2 separate regions of the Sus scrofa genome follow, and region 1 is linked to region 2. A link is a contact called in public Hi-C data. All regions are on one chromosome and are shown on one strand. Each heading gives the region's core, a stretch centred on a gene start, on an enhancer-like site or on the middle of the called end of the contact. The rest is flanking DNA. Distances are from core to core; before and after follow the strand shown.

The links. A called contact is a pair of places that touch in the nucleus more often than the background predicts.
Region 1: a contact with region 2 is called in a Hi-C map of embryonic fibroblasts, with 2.8 times the contacts expected there. The contact joins the enhancer-like site here to the promoter of IL6ST in region 2. A contact is called at or near these places in 14 of 47 Hi-C or Micro-C datasets (adipocytes, alveolar macrophages, embryonic fibroblasts and 8 more) and 1 of 2 datasets of contacts at active chromatin or transcription factors (skeletal muscle).

The regions. Positions count from the first base shown.
Region 1 is chr16:35,213,777-35,220,233 of Sscrofa11.1, reverse strand. It overlaps LOC102168063 (a long non-coding RNA gene), which reads left to right. Exons shown (of 6, transcript XR_002339580.1): 4 at 815-955. Among named protein-coding and RNA genes, the nearest start is that of IL6ST, 65 kb to the right of the region's middle. Within about 2 kb of position 3,668, at least 7 of the 83 cell types and tissues checked have an H3K27ac peak or open chromatin away from gene starts, as enhancers often do. A contact at or near this core is called in embryonic fibroblasts and retroperitoneal adipose tissue, where this site is marked.
Region 2 is chr16:35,149,728-35,155,933 of Sscrofa11.1, reverse strand. It overlaps IL6ST (interleukin 6 signal transducer), which reads left to right and starts at 4,146. Exons shown (of 16, transcript NM_001097432.1): 1 at 4,146-4,326. It overlaps LOC102168151 (a long non-coding RNA gene), which reads right to left. Exons shown (of 3, transcript XR_002339581.1): 3 at 963-1,520.

The DNA of each region.
Region 1 (6,457 bases), core at 2,419-4,918, 65 kb before region 2:
GTCATTTAATTGATTCAGTCGTTTTATTGTATCATGTGCTAAAGGCAGGAAGCTTTTTGGTGTTAAGAGCTCATCTTTTTTTGAGAAAAGCTCCTCATCATCTATAACTATTTAAAAAAATGTCAGCAAAACAACAGAGTCGTTATTGGCTTTGCTTGTAGAGCCAACTCTTTAGAAATCTTGCTGACCAGCAACCTAGGTAATGGGAACCTGTGTGCTCTTGTGGGCCAGGGGGGGTTATTAACACAGAGCTGGTACAAGTTGAGTCTCTTAGTAGAGTCACCCTGAAACTGCGCTGGGGGAATCCCCAAGGCTGAACAGAGATATTTGTATTCAAGCCTCCTCAAGAAGGCTTCAATCTCCAGGCCATTGAGAGGCTGGACTCCTGGGTTCTATCAATGCATATTGCCCAAGAGATTTCTCCAAGAAAATTCCCACACACTCATCACAGCTCTCAGGGTTTGAAGATGTAAGGCTTTACACATGCACAGCTCCAGACAATGGCCTCTCTGCTCTGAGATTTTAACCATTCAGTCACTGCTGCTGCTTCTGGACCACTGGGAGCCTGAGAAGAGAAGGGGAGGGGTATTGGCATCCTTAGGGCTCTGTCAATCATGGAATGCTCATCAAGAGATGCCCCCTCTTCCCATGTCCTGCTGATTACATACTACTCATGATAACTTGTTCATGAGTGTTAAGGGAGAAGTATTTAATGTTTCTTCTTTCTCCATTTAGCATCACTAAATGTTAAATGGAGAACTCAGAAGGAAATGTGATTAATGGAGTGTCTGCTCTGCTGTTTTCCTGTCTATAGGTCCTTGAAATATGCCTCTGGATTTGCCTCTTCCATTGGTGTGGGGAGAAAAACCCAAGGATGCAGAGTCAAGGCCCTCTGGAAAGACAGACACCTTGGAAATCTACAAGCCTGAATCCCCAGACTGAGCATTCTCTGAAGGTGAATATAAATGGTCTTGTCTAAATCAAGGGCAATCTTTGGACCCTCTGTTTTTGGCCTCCCAGGCCTGGCTCTTGGTCAAGTACTGCAGTTATTAAGCTGGCAGATCCCCAGCCTAATTTAAAAAAAAAAAGCAGTCAGCTTTATGTTCTTTGCAGAAGCAATGAGCCAACTGGTATTCTGAGTGCTTCCACAACACCAGAGGTTACTTCATTCTGCTTTGCAATAGTCTAATGCATATTCCTAAGAGAAGAGTGTTACTTATTTTGGTATCTTCTGTGAGTAGCTTTCAATACCCTAAAATCATAGAGAAGGTTGGAACTGAAAGAGATCCTAATGAAACTTAATTGTCCTCCTTTTTGCGAACTGAATGTCTCTAAACATCCTTCCAGCTGTATAAGTCCATGATTCTGTGTATATGATATATGTGTATGGATAGAGACACATACATATGAAAAGAAGCCATAAAGTATCAAACTGAATTTTTTTTAGCAAACATTCCAAAATGTATATATGACCCATTTTTTGAAGAAGTTAGTCTCAGCAGAGTATGAACATTAATGCCATTGTCATCTTGCTCACCATTCCATAGTAAACATGGACCATCTTTTCAGGCCCCAGATAAAATCTCAAGCAGGACTAATAGCTGTCCCAGGTCCAAGAACATTCTGTCATTTTACAACTTCAGAGCAGTTTAATATCAAAACTCCAACCTAATTCTTTTTTTTTTTTTTTTTTTTTGGTCTTTCTGTCTTTCGAGGGCTGCACCCATGGCATATGGAAGTTCCCAGGCTAGGGGTCTAATTGGAGCTGTTACCACTGGCCTACGCCACAGCCACAGCAACACCAGATCCAAGCCGAGTCTGTGACTTACACCACAGCTCATGGCAACGCTGGATCCTTAACCCACTGAGTGAGGCCAGGGATAGAACCCGCAACCTCATGGTTCCTAGTTGGATTCGTTTCCACTGCACCATGACGGGAACTCCCCAACCTAATTCTTATCTAAACTTCTAGATCAAGTCGTCTTCAGACTTGAAAGCCTGCAGCAGAGAACTGGGTGTCATTGATTTCTTTTCTCCTCCCTTATCCACCTCTTCTCCAACTCCCTAGCAAATGCTCTAGACTGCTCATAGTCAGACCCAGGAGAGAGAGTGGATAAGGAACAAAGATGCAGCCTAGAAGGCTGATAGAGTTGCACTCTGGCCTCTGCCCTCCACATGCTAGCTGTGGCATAGCTGCCTCTTTCCCCAGGGGGACTTCTTAAAGTTTATCCCATCAGTCCGTCAGTCTCCCTTGCTTATGTCTCCCCACCTGCCCCAAGATTCTGACCGTCTGCCTTTTTTTTTTTGCTTTTTAGGGCCTCACCTGAAACATATAGATGTTCCCAGGCAAGGGGTCAAATCAGAGCTACAGCTGCTGGCTTATGCCACAGCCACAGCAATGCGGGATCCAAGCCACATCTGCAACCTATACCACAGCTCATGGCCCTGATCCTTAACCCACTGAGCGAGGTCAGGGATTAAACCCTCAACCTCATGGTTCCTAGTTGGATTCGTTTCCACTGCGCCACGAGGGGAATTCCCTGCCTCCCCTTCTGTTGGGATCCCTTCTCTAAGAAGTTCTCTTGAGCAAGATCCCTTGGTCTTAGTCCACTCAGGCTGCTATAGCAAAATACCACGGACTAGGTGGCTTATAAACAACAAAATTTCAATCTCTCAGGTCCGGAAGCTGGAAAGCTGAGATCAGGGTGCCAGCATAGTTGGGTGAGGGCCCTCTTCTGGGTTGCAGACTACTGACCTCTCATTGAGTCCTTACATGGTAAAAGGGGCTAGGGAGCTCTGTGGGATTTCTTTTACAAGAACACGAATCCTGTTTATGAGGGATTGACTCTCCTGACCTAATCACTAATCACCTCCAAAAGCCTCACTTACCAATACCACCCCCTTTGACTAGGTCATAGGAATGGAGCCCTCACCGGTGGGATCAGTGTCCTCCCTCTGTGAGGACAGAGGGAGAAGATAGCCATCAGTGATCTAGGAAGCAGGCCCCTGCCAGACATTGAAACTGTGGGCACCTGGATCTTGAACTTCCCAGCCTCAGCAATGTGAGAAATAAGTATCTGCTATAAGCCACCTAGTCGATGGTACTTTTTATAGCAGCTCAAATGAAGACAACGTCTGTTCTCCCCAGTCTCAATGGTGGTTTAAGGAAGCATTAAACAGTATAATTTCTTCTCTATGAAGATAAAAAAGAAAACTTAATCCAGGAATGCCTGGCTATTCCTATTGGGTCTGTGCTATTCTATGACAGATGTGAGTAAAGACTCCTAAAATGGCAACTGTAAGTTCAGATATATAAGATACATTTTTTTCAGCCCCGACAGATAGGCTCAAAATCTCAGGCATGTAAACATCTGTTTGCTCCATAAAAAATTCCACTAACTCATAAATAATGACTCCATTGTGCCCCACAGTGACCTCCTTTTTCCCGGTACGTATTAGCAATTGCATTCCTATAAGCAAACCAAAAGATGGCTTATTAGTTTTCTATTCACTTAATTGTTAGAGATGGGAAACATGTGGCCCAGCTCAACAAGTTTAAAAACAATCTCTAAACAAGCACATTTTTCAGCAGTGATGATTTGGCAGTAACAGTCCCAGGCATCTAATGAAAGGCTGTATGCATACTACTAAAACGTATCATGGATAGTCTATCACCCTGAGGTCGACATTGCTTAAAGTCAGTGAATAGTCCTTGGGGGCTTTTACACACCAATCCCTACAAAAATGATCTCAGTTTTAATCACCACTGGAATGAAAGAAGAAAAAAATGAAAGTGAATTTATTTAAATGTCATTTCAGTGGGAGAATAAGGAAGTGGTTTGGCTTTGTTCCCTACCACTGGAAAATTGCATGACACACAGTAAGTGCTCGATGAATATTATTCTTGATGATGAAAGAAATGTGAGGACAATCATCTTAATGTTCTCAGGACAGACCATGTCATTAAATCACTCTTGCCCACAAGCATGGGTTGGAATCACCCATGTATTCAGCAGCTATTGGTGCCAGCATTGTGTAAGATGTTGGAAACGTTACAACCAGACTTGGTGCTGCCCTCAAGGTGCTTGTAGCAATTAGGAAAACAAGCAAGGAGACAGGCACTGTCTCTTTATATCTCTAACCTGGGATCTAAGAAATGAGCTTGAGTTATCCAGGAAGAGAAGGACGGGGAGTTCCAGGAAATGCACACCAAGGCCTAGAGTTGAGAAACGGCATCCAGGAGAGTGCAAACAGTTCTGAATAACGGGGTGGTGGTTAGGGGCGATGAGACAAGAGACCAGAGAGGCACTCAAAGAACACACAATGAAGGTCCTTGGAGGTCACTGGAGAAATTTGGACTTTGTCCGAAGGATAATGAATGAGGCACTATCACAGCAGTATGAAGTGGGGGGAGGGAGTTGCATGCTCTGATGTGAATGTGTAGAAAGAGCTCTGGCTGCAATCTGAAGAACGGAAGGAAGAGGGAAAAATGGAGTCAGGGAGACTAGTTAGGAGGCTGCCGCATTAGCCAGATGAAAGATACAGTAACTCAAAATTAACCTAGAGGTACTGGGGGTAGAGGGAAATAAATGACTTTGAAATATTCAAGATGTAAAATCTATGGGTCATGGTGATTGATTAGGCATGAGGGATGTGGCAGAAGGAGGAGCCAAGGATGACATCAGGATTCTGCCTAGGACAACTCGAGGGGTGATGGTGCCAGTCCCTGAGAAAGAGCACAGTTGGGGAATGGGCTCTGGGTGGAGATGATGAGTTCAGTTTAGGAAATTCCCATTTTAAAATGCTGGTAGGATATCCATGTGCACATGGCAGTATGCTGTTGAATTTCCTATGGATTCTATGATGTACAGATAAACAGAAATAGAACCCACAGAGGATGCTAAGAAGCTGTAGTGGAAAAGATGAATATCACTACAGCCATGGGGAGACACTTTCAAGAAGGTAGTGGTCACTAGGATCAGATGCTACTTAAAGCTCAAATCAGATAATGCTGGGGAGGCAGCCTTAAAATTTAGCAACAAGGTTATTAGTGATCTTGGCAGGAGCAGTGGCAGAGCAATGTTGGCACAGAGGCCAGATTTGAAGGAGAATTTCTGAGTGGAGGGTAAAGAAGTGGTGATGTGAAAACAGACACCTGTTTGGTACAGTTGACTGAAGCCAAAAGGAACCAGATAAGGAAGTACATGGATTTTTAAAAATGTAAGTTTTATCATTATCCCAGTAATGTGAGGCCAACAGATCAAGAGATGACTGCCATTGAAAAGTTAGTTGGTTGCCATTTTCCAGAGGGGTTACACCAGGCCAGGCAGGGTCATACAGGGAAGCACCAGGAGGAAGAAAGAGAGAAGACAACATGGGCAGGGGGTTCAACTGTGGTTTTCACAAGAACGCAAGGCAAGGCAGTGTCAGTAGGTTGAGGATAGGCTAGTTGGAATAATATCAGCTGACTCTGTCACATAGGGGCTGTCTCTAGTCCTCTGGTACCCGGCCTTGGGCTGAGTAGGACAGGAGGATAGTGGGCAAAGCCTAAGAACCTGGTGAGAGGCCATAAAGGAGGTAGCTGGAGTGTGGGCTCCAGAACTGGCTAGTTTGCATAGGAAAAGTACACGCTCAGCTGAGTTGTGTTCTACCTCTAGGAACTGGCTAAGCCTGGGTGGAGGGGATGGGAGGGGCGAGCCCTCCTTGGTTAGCAAGGCTTCCAATGCCAGAGCATCAAGAATACAGAAGTATGAAAATAAAGTTAATACATTGGAAAGGAATGTAGACGAAGCAAGGGAAAGTATTATTTTTAGGGTGAGAGAAACAGGCTTGTTTAAATGCTGGTGAAAGGAAGCAGTAGCACGTGAGACAGCAGGAGCAAGAAGGGTCCTGCAATGGAGCAAAGTCTGTCAGACTGTAGGAGATAAATAGAGCCTTAGAACTGACCCTGGCAGTAAGCAATTGCTCCAACTACGATGGAATGGGAGGAGGAAGAGATGGGCATCCCTACAGGTCAAGGTGTGGCAAGAATTTGAGTTTCTCTCTAGTGCCTTTTTATTTTCTCTTGTAAAGTGGAAGAAAGATTCCCCAACAAAAGACTAATCAGATATATATATATAGAGAGAGAGAGACAGAAGCAGAGAGAGGGAGGGAGAGGGAAAGAGGCAGGCCAACTTTATGGTCAAAAATTTTTTGATGGTGGTTTCACTTATAAGTAAAAAAAAAACAAGACAAAACAAACTTGTCATTAAATTGTTCTCTTCCCTTTTAGTCTAAACTCCCAGCCACCAACTCTAGACCCAGGAGATTGCTTAGCCAAGCATCAGTGAGCAACGTGGGGGCCAGCACAGCCACTGACAGCTCCTGGGCATCCTCTCAGATCATAGGTGTAATTGCTGTGTGCCCAGTGAGGCTTCTCTCACTGGAAGGGTGGGAAAGGACCGAGAAGGGAGGGTCT
Region 2 (6,206 bases), core at 2,897-5,396:
GTATCTACATTGCTGCAAATGGCATTATTTTGTTCTTTTTTATGGCTGAGTAATATTCCATTGTAGGTACATACCACATCGTCTTAATCCATTCATCTATCAATGGACATTTAAGTTGTTTCCAAGTCTTGGCTATTGTGAATAGTACTGCAATGAACATAGGGGTGAATGTATCTTTTTTAAATGAAAGTTTTGTCTGGATATATGTCCAGCAGTGGGACTGCTGGATTCTATGGTAGTTATACATTTACTCTTCTGAGGAAGCTCCACACTATTCTCCATAGTGGTTGTACCAATTAACATTCTCAACAACAGTACAGGAGGGTCCCCTTCTCTCTCTCTCTCTCTTTTTTTTTTTTTTTTTTTCTTTTTAGGGCCACATCTGCAGCATATGGAAGTTCCCAGGCTAGGGGTCAAATCAGAGCTGCAGCTGCTGGCCTACACCACAGCCACAGCAATGCTAGATCCAAGCCGCATGTGGGACTTACACCACAGTTCACAGCAACACCAGATCCTTAACCCACTAAGCAAGGCCAGGTATTGAACTTGCATCCTTATAGATACTAGTCAGCTTCATTTCTGACAAGCCACAATGGGAACTCTCCCCTTTTCTACTTTTAAGAGAATAAGGAGTTCTCATTGTGGCTCAGCAGGTTAAGGACACAGTATAGTCTTTGTGAGGATGTGGATTCGATTCCCAGTCTCACTCAGTGGGTTAAAGATCTCAAACTGCAGCAAGCTGTGGCATAGGTTGCAGATGTGGCTTGGCTCCACTGTTGCTCTGGATGTGGCACAGGCCTCAGCTGCATCTCCAATTCAACCCCTAGCCTGGGAAGTTCCATATACTGCAGGTGGGCCATAAAAAAGAAAGAAAGAGAGAAAGAAAGAAAGAAAGAAAGAGAAAGAAAGGAAGAAAGGAAGGAGAGAGAGGGAGGGAGGGAGGGGGAGAGAGGAAGGCAGGCAGGCAGGCAGGCAGGAGGGAGGGAAGAAGAGAGGAAAATACAAGGAAAAAAAGAAAAAAAATGAATTAAAAAAAAAAAAAAGATGGTTCTTCTTCTCAGGCAGTACCAGAAGAAATGGATACTCACAAATTGTTTTTCCAGGGAATAATAAAACAAGGTTCTACACTACGAGTAAATGGTCAGGACAGGGCTGCTAGTTCAAAGAAAAGGGAAATGGGAAATAGTATTGACAAGGTAAATATGGCTGAAGGATGAGGGAATTGAAGACAGGAGTGAGAGTACAGCTAAAATGGTTGATAAAAGGGTTCTCAGAGTTTAGGAAGATAAGAGGAGGTGGGAAATAATGGATAAACTACGAGAACAAAGACTGGAGGACACACTGAGGACAAACTACAGACTCAGTAGGAGTGAGTGAGAGAGGTAGAAGGGTAGGAGGCTGTGGGTAGAGAGAGAAACTCACAATCCAAAATTTTGCAGGTGGAGTAATTTCATCTGATGACTGGCTTCAAGGTGTGGCTCCATCTATGGGTTCCTGATACAGAGTAAAGTTGAAGCTGACTGAAAAAGAGAAGGATGAGAAATTGTGAGGTCAGGGTGCTAACTGAGTCATTATCATGGCTGCTGATATCATTAGGTTGATGCAGGCCATGGCTGACAGAGTTCCAGAAACACAACTGGGCACAGGCAAGGAAGTAAATGGCTATCTGGGAGTTCCCGTCCTGGCTCAGTGGTTAACGAACCCGACTAGGAACCACGAGGTTGTGGGTTTGATCCCTGGCCTTGCTCAGTGGGTTAAGGATCCGGTGTTGCCGTGAGCTGTGGTGTGGGTCTCAGACAGCTCAGATCTGGCGTTGCTATGGCTCTGGTGTATGCCGGCAGCTACAGCTCCAATTAGACCCCTAGCCTGGGAATCTCCATATGCCCACATGCCATGGGAGTGGCCCTAGAAAAGGCAAAAAGACCAAAAAAAAAAAAAAAAAAAAAAGTAAATGGCCATCCTGGTCAGGGCCAGATTTATGTAAATAGCAAGGCAGGCAAAGTTTGTCTTCAACCTTTATAACCTTTGCTCTGTAGCATTTTCTCCTAGTTTTGTTCATGTACTCTCAAGTAATCTGTATCCTCATGTAGGTCTCTCACTGTACAGGTTCCCTACTCTCTGCTTCTGACATATCTAAAATCCCAAATAAGTATCAAAACACAAACAGAAATTTCCCAATTGATAGTCACTTTTCTTTCTTATCCTTGCATTTTGACAGGGCATTCTAATGATAAATCCTTATCCTGAAAGTGATTGTTTCATGGATCAGTAGTATCTGCAAAGTAAAGTAATTCCAGCCAAGGGGAGACACGCTCTTGCTGTCCTAAAAAATCTTTCTCCAATATCGATTCATTAGCCTAAGACTCTAACCATCCCCACAAAATGAGAGTTTCTTATGGGTTAGTGTTAGCAAACACAAAGATATTCACAAAAGAACTAACTCAGTCCTTTGCATCCCTCACCAGTGTACAAGGCAGGCTAGTGTGCTGTGAGATATGATCCCCTGTAGCTACTCCCTATGCCAGAGAAGTGCCATCATTTTCAACATATACTGTGATAAGAGAGATTGGGAAAGCATTGACATAGTAGATATTCAATAATGATAACAGCTGTCATTTATTGAGTACCTACTGCTATATGCCAAGCACTTCATGTATTTTAGCTCATTTAATACTTGCAGTAGTCCTGTTAGGTTGGTACCATTATTCTCATTTGATTGATGAAGAATCTTGAGAAGACCTGCCCAAGGTCACAGACATGGGAAGTACCAGTACCAGGATTCAAATCAGGCAGCTTGAAACCAGAAGGTACACTTAACCACATGGCCCCTACATAAATGTCTGCTAGATCTAAATAAAAATTTAATGTATCAACATTTTATAAGAGTTTGTTTTAAAATAAACACCCCCATCAACAGCAGAACTAGAATACAATCCAGTCAGTTTCTGCAGGTTAGGTATAGGGTGATAGGGAGCCACATCAGCTGAACACAATGGAGTGTTCTCTCTCCTGGACTGCCATCCCCAAGCCTGCCTAGGACTCCCTTAGCCCTAGACACATAGCAGGCCCACTTTCCTGTGTCTTATAAAATTATCTGATCAACTAAGAAATCATAATTCCATCTATGTTTTACCCTATCTGAATCGTCAGTATAATGAAGAACCTTATAATTGTCTGTTAATTTATGGGTATAATTTGTTCAAGTCCATTAAAACATTATTGTCCTCGTATAGCCTGCCATTCTTCCACAAAAGGCCCTGGCCTTGGGTGTGTTTCTACACACACACACACACACACACACACACACACACACACATCCCGCTTATCTTTGAGGCTTCTCATCTAATTCTCGAAAAAAAAAATATCAAAGTGAGCCTGAAGGTCCCTTTTCCAGACCAGAGGAGGGGAAGAGGGGGATTGTTAATGGAACTGATTTTTACTCTGTAGTTCTGTAACAGATTGGGAGGTACAAACTGCAAGAAAAACTAGTTTCTTGGCGTGTCACCAAACCTGGGGTTCACCGATCAATCACATCCAAACTCATTTACTGACTTAGAAATATACATCGTGGCAAGGTTGGTTTACATAAGGACTTGGACCGAAGCCGCCGCCACTATCTGCGGTAATCTCCTGTGGAGTCATGGCCACCTTCCCTGAGGAGCTCCCACGCCTCCCCGATCCCCAAAGACACCCGGCGGTCCCTCCCGGCTCTGAGTCCCTTGGGGAAGGCCTCGAAGGGAGTCCGAAGGGAAGCCGAGAGAAGGGAGGGCGGCAGGGGCGGGCAGCACCCGGGCTTCAGTTCACGACCCCGTTATTCCACGGAAAAATGGAACATTCCGCTCCTTCCGCCTGCAGAGGGGAGGTGGGGGGAACCCTTCGATCTCGCCTGGGAGAGGCGACGCGGGCGCAGTCACCGGAATCCGGGACGCCGGGAACCGCGTTACGGGAATTGCAGCCTCTCGGAGTGCCGCCCCATCGTCTTCGGGCGGCCGTTGAGCCAATGCCGGGGCGCGCCGGGTCTCGCGGGGGCCAATCAACGTACAGATCCCAAATCCGGGGGCGGGGCGTGACAGGGCGCCGCGGGGCGGGGTCAGGGGGCGCTTCGCCCCGCCACGGGAGGAGGGCCGCGTGCCGCGTCTGCGGGAAGGAGCGGAGCTCTAGCAGTCGTCCAGGCAGAGCGCCGACAGGCCCGCGGAGCCGCGCGGGGAACGCCCGGTCGCAGCTGAGCTGGGCCGCGGCTGCTGGCCAGAGGGCCCGGCCGGGCCTGGGGCGGAGGGAACCTACGCTACCGGGGACCTGGAGGAGCGAGGCACCGCGGCCTGAGAGGTGAGGAGAGGCCGTGGCCAGTTGAAGGGCCGTGTAGCGGGAGGGTGAGGGCCGAGTCGGGGCGGACGGGCCAGAGGACTGGCACCCGAGGAGGCCACCCTTTCCCGAGAAAGAGGGGCGCCCCGACAACGAACTCCCCAAACTTCTTGTTACCCCAGCCTGGAAATCCCCACATTCCTTCCTCTCCCTGTTTCCACACCTCCGAATTTGATCTCCACGACTTTGTCACCTAGATTTTTCATCCCTAAGTACAAAACTCACCTCCGGCGCGTGTGCACGCACACACACCCCACACCCTTCTTAAGCCCCCGCCCCCAAACGGCCTTCTGGACCTTACTCCTTTTTGGTTACCAAATCCTCACTTTTCCCCAGTTGCCTTTCCATCTCCCCTTATTCCACTGGCCCCGCACTTGACTCTTCATTTTCTACTCGGAAGTTAATTTTCTTTCCAAAGCCATCTTTTCATCCTTAAATTGTAATGTTTAAACGTTACTGAAAGTTCCTACCATACTCATAAAAATTCCGAACTTAACATCTCTTTTTCTTCTTTTGATCGATTACATGTCCCGACCCTAATGAACCCCACAGACCGCTGTATCCTAAAGGCGCCGAATACGGTCTTTAAAAATTGCACCCTTCCCCCAAGCTTAAAGGTTATTCCAAGCAGGGTTCTGTTTTAAAGTATTTTTTCAAAGTGGAAAAAAACCCACAGTTTAAAAATAAGATCTGCCACCTTTGTTCTTTTTTTTTTTTTTCCTTCAGAACGAAACCCATTTCGGTTTAATTTGTGTAGTATTTGAGTGATTATACTGCTTTAAAATAATTAATTGTTAGAACGCCAGGATGAATATTCTAAAAGATTGGAGTGTTTGGTTTAGTCAGTGCTGTAAACAAACCCTTTAGACTGTGTGACTGCCAGCTTCAAGTTGGAGCAACTCTTAATTTGAAATTACTGACTCAGAACATCATTTGAGCTGTTCGCCATTATCATGGTTTCTTAAATTCATATTCATTCCTATTTGGAAGTAGTTTAAAACTATAAACTGGAGTACTACATTTATAGAACCAACTTGCTATTAAATTAAATTATGTTTTCCAAATGTTTCTCTCTTTGGGGATAATTTTGAACACTTGTTTTTAATTACAAATGGAAGGAAAAAAATTACAGGATGGAGAAAGTGTCAGAAAAGGATAGATTTTGTAGTAGAATTTTTCCTCCATCCCAGTTTGGAATATTGACAATACTATACATGTTTACTTTTCTCATAGGTAGTTTAGAATATTACAAATACACAACTAATTTAAAAAATTTTTTTCTTGGTTTTTTATTGCCGTATAGTTGATATACAGTGTTGTGTTAATATGTTTTCTTATGTAATGAAAAATCTGTTCAGTTTTTTATGAATTGCTGTGTTTTCAGTTTATTTAAAATTTTTCCAAAGGAATTTGCATTTCAGCTAAATGTTAGGGTGGATGTTGACTATCATATACCTGTGAAGTAGGTGTTACAGTAGCTGCCTTATAGAGAACGAAACTGAAGCTCAGGGTTCCTGTGAAAACTAGTTCTGTGTAATTCCAAATCCTGTACTTTCAGTCAGTCATGTAGTCATGCTGACATATTTCTCATAGAGGATCCAGTGCTACAATTTGGTTTGGTAACTTAAGAACGCCCCATAACTTCTGCAGGAAGGGTTTTTTTTTTTTTTTCTCTCAGAAGCTATTTCATAGCAGCTTATTTTAATGGGAGTCAGAATTCCCTGGCGCTAATACATTTGCCGCTTGGCTCTTAGAGAAGGATGGAATGTTCTCACAGTCTTCTCCATTTCTTTGATTGCAAAGACATTTTGATCAGAGCTGAAGTTTCTACTGAACTTTATTTT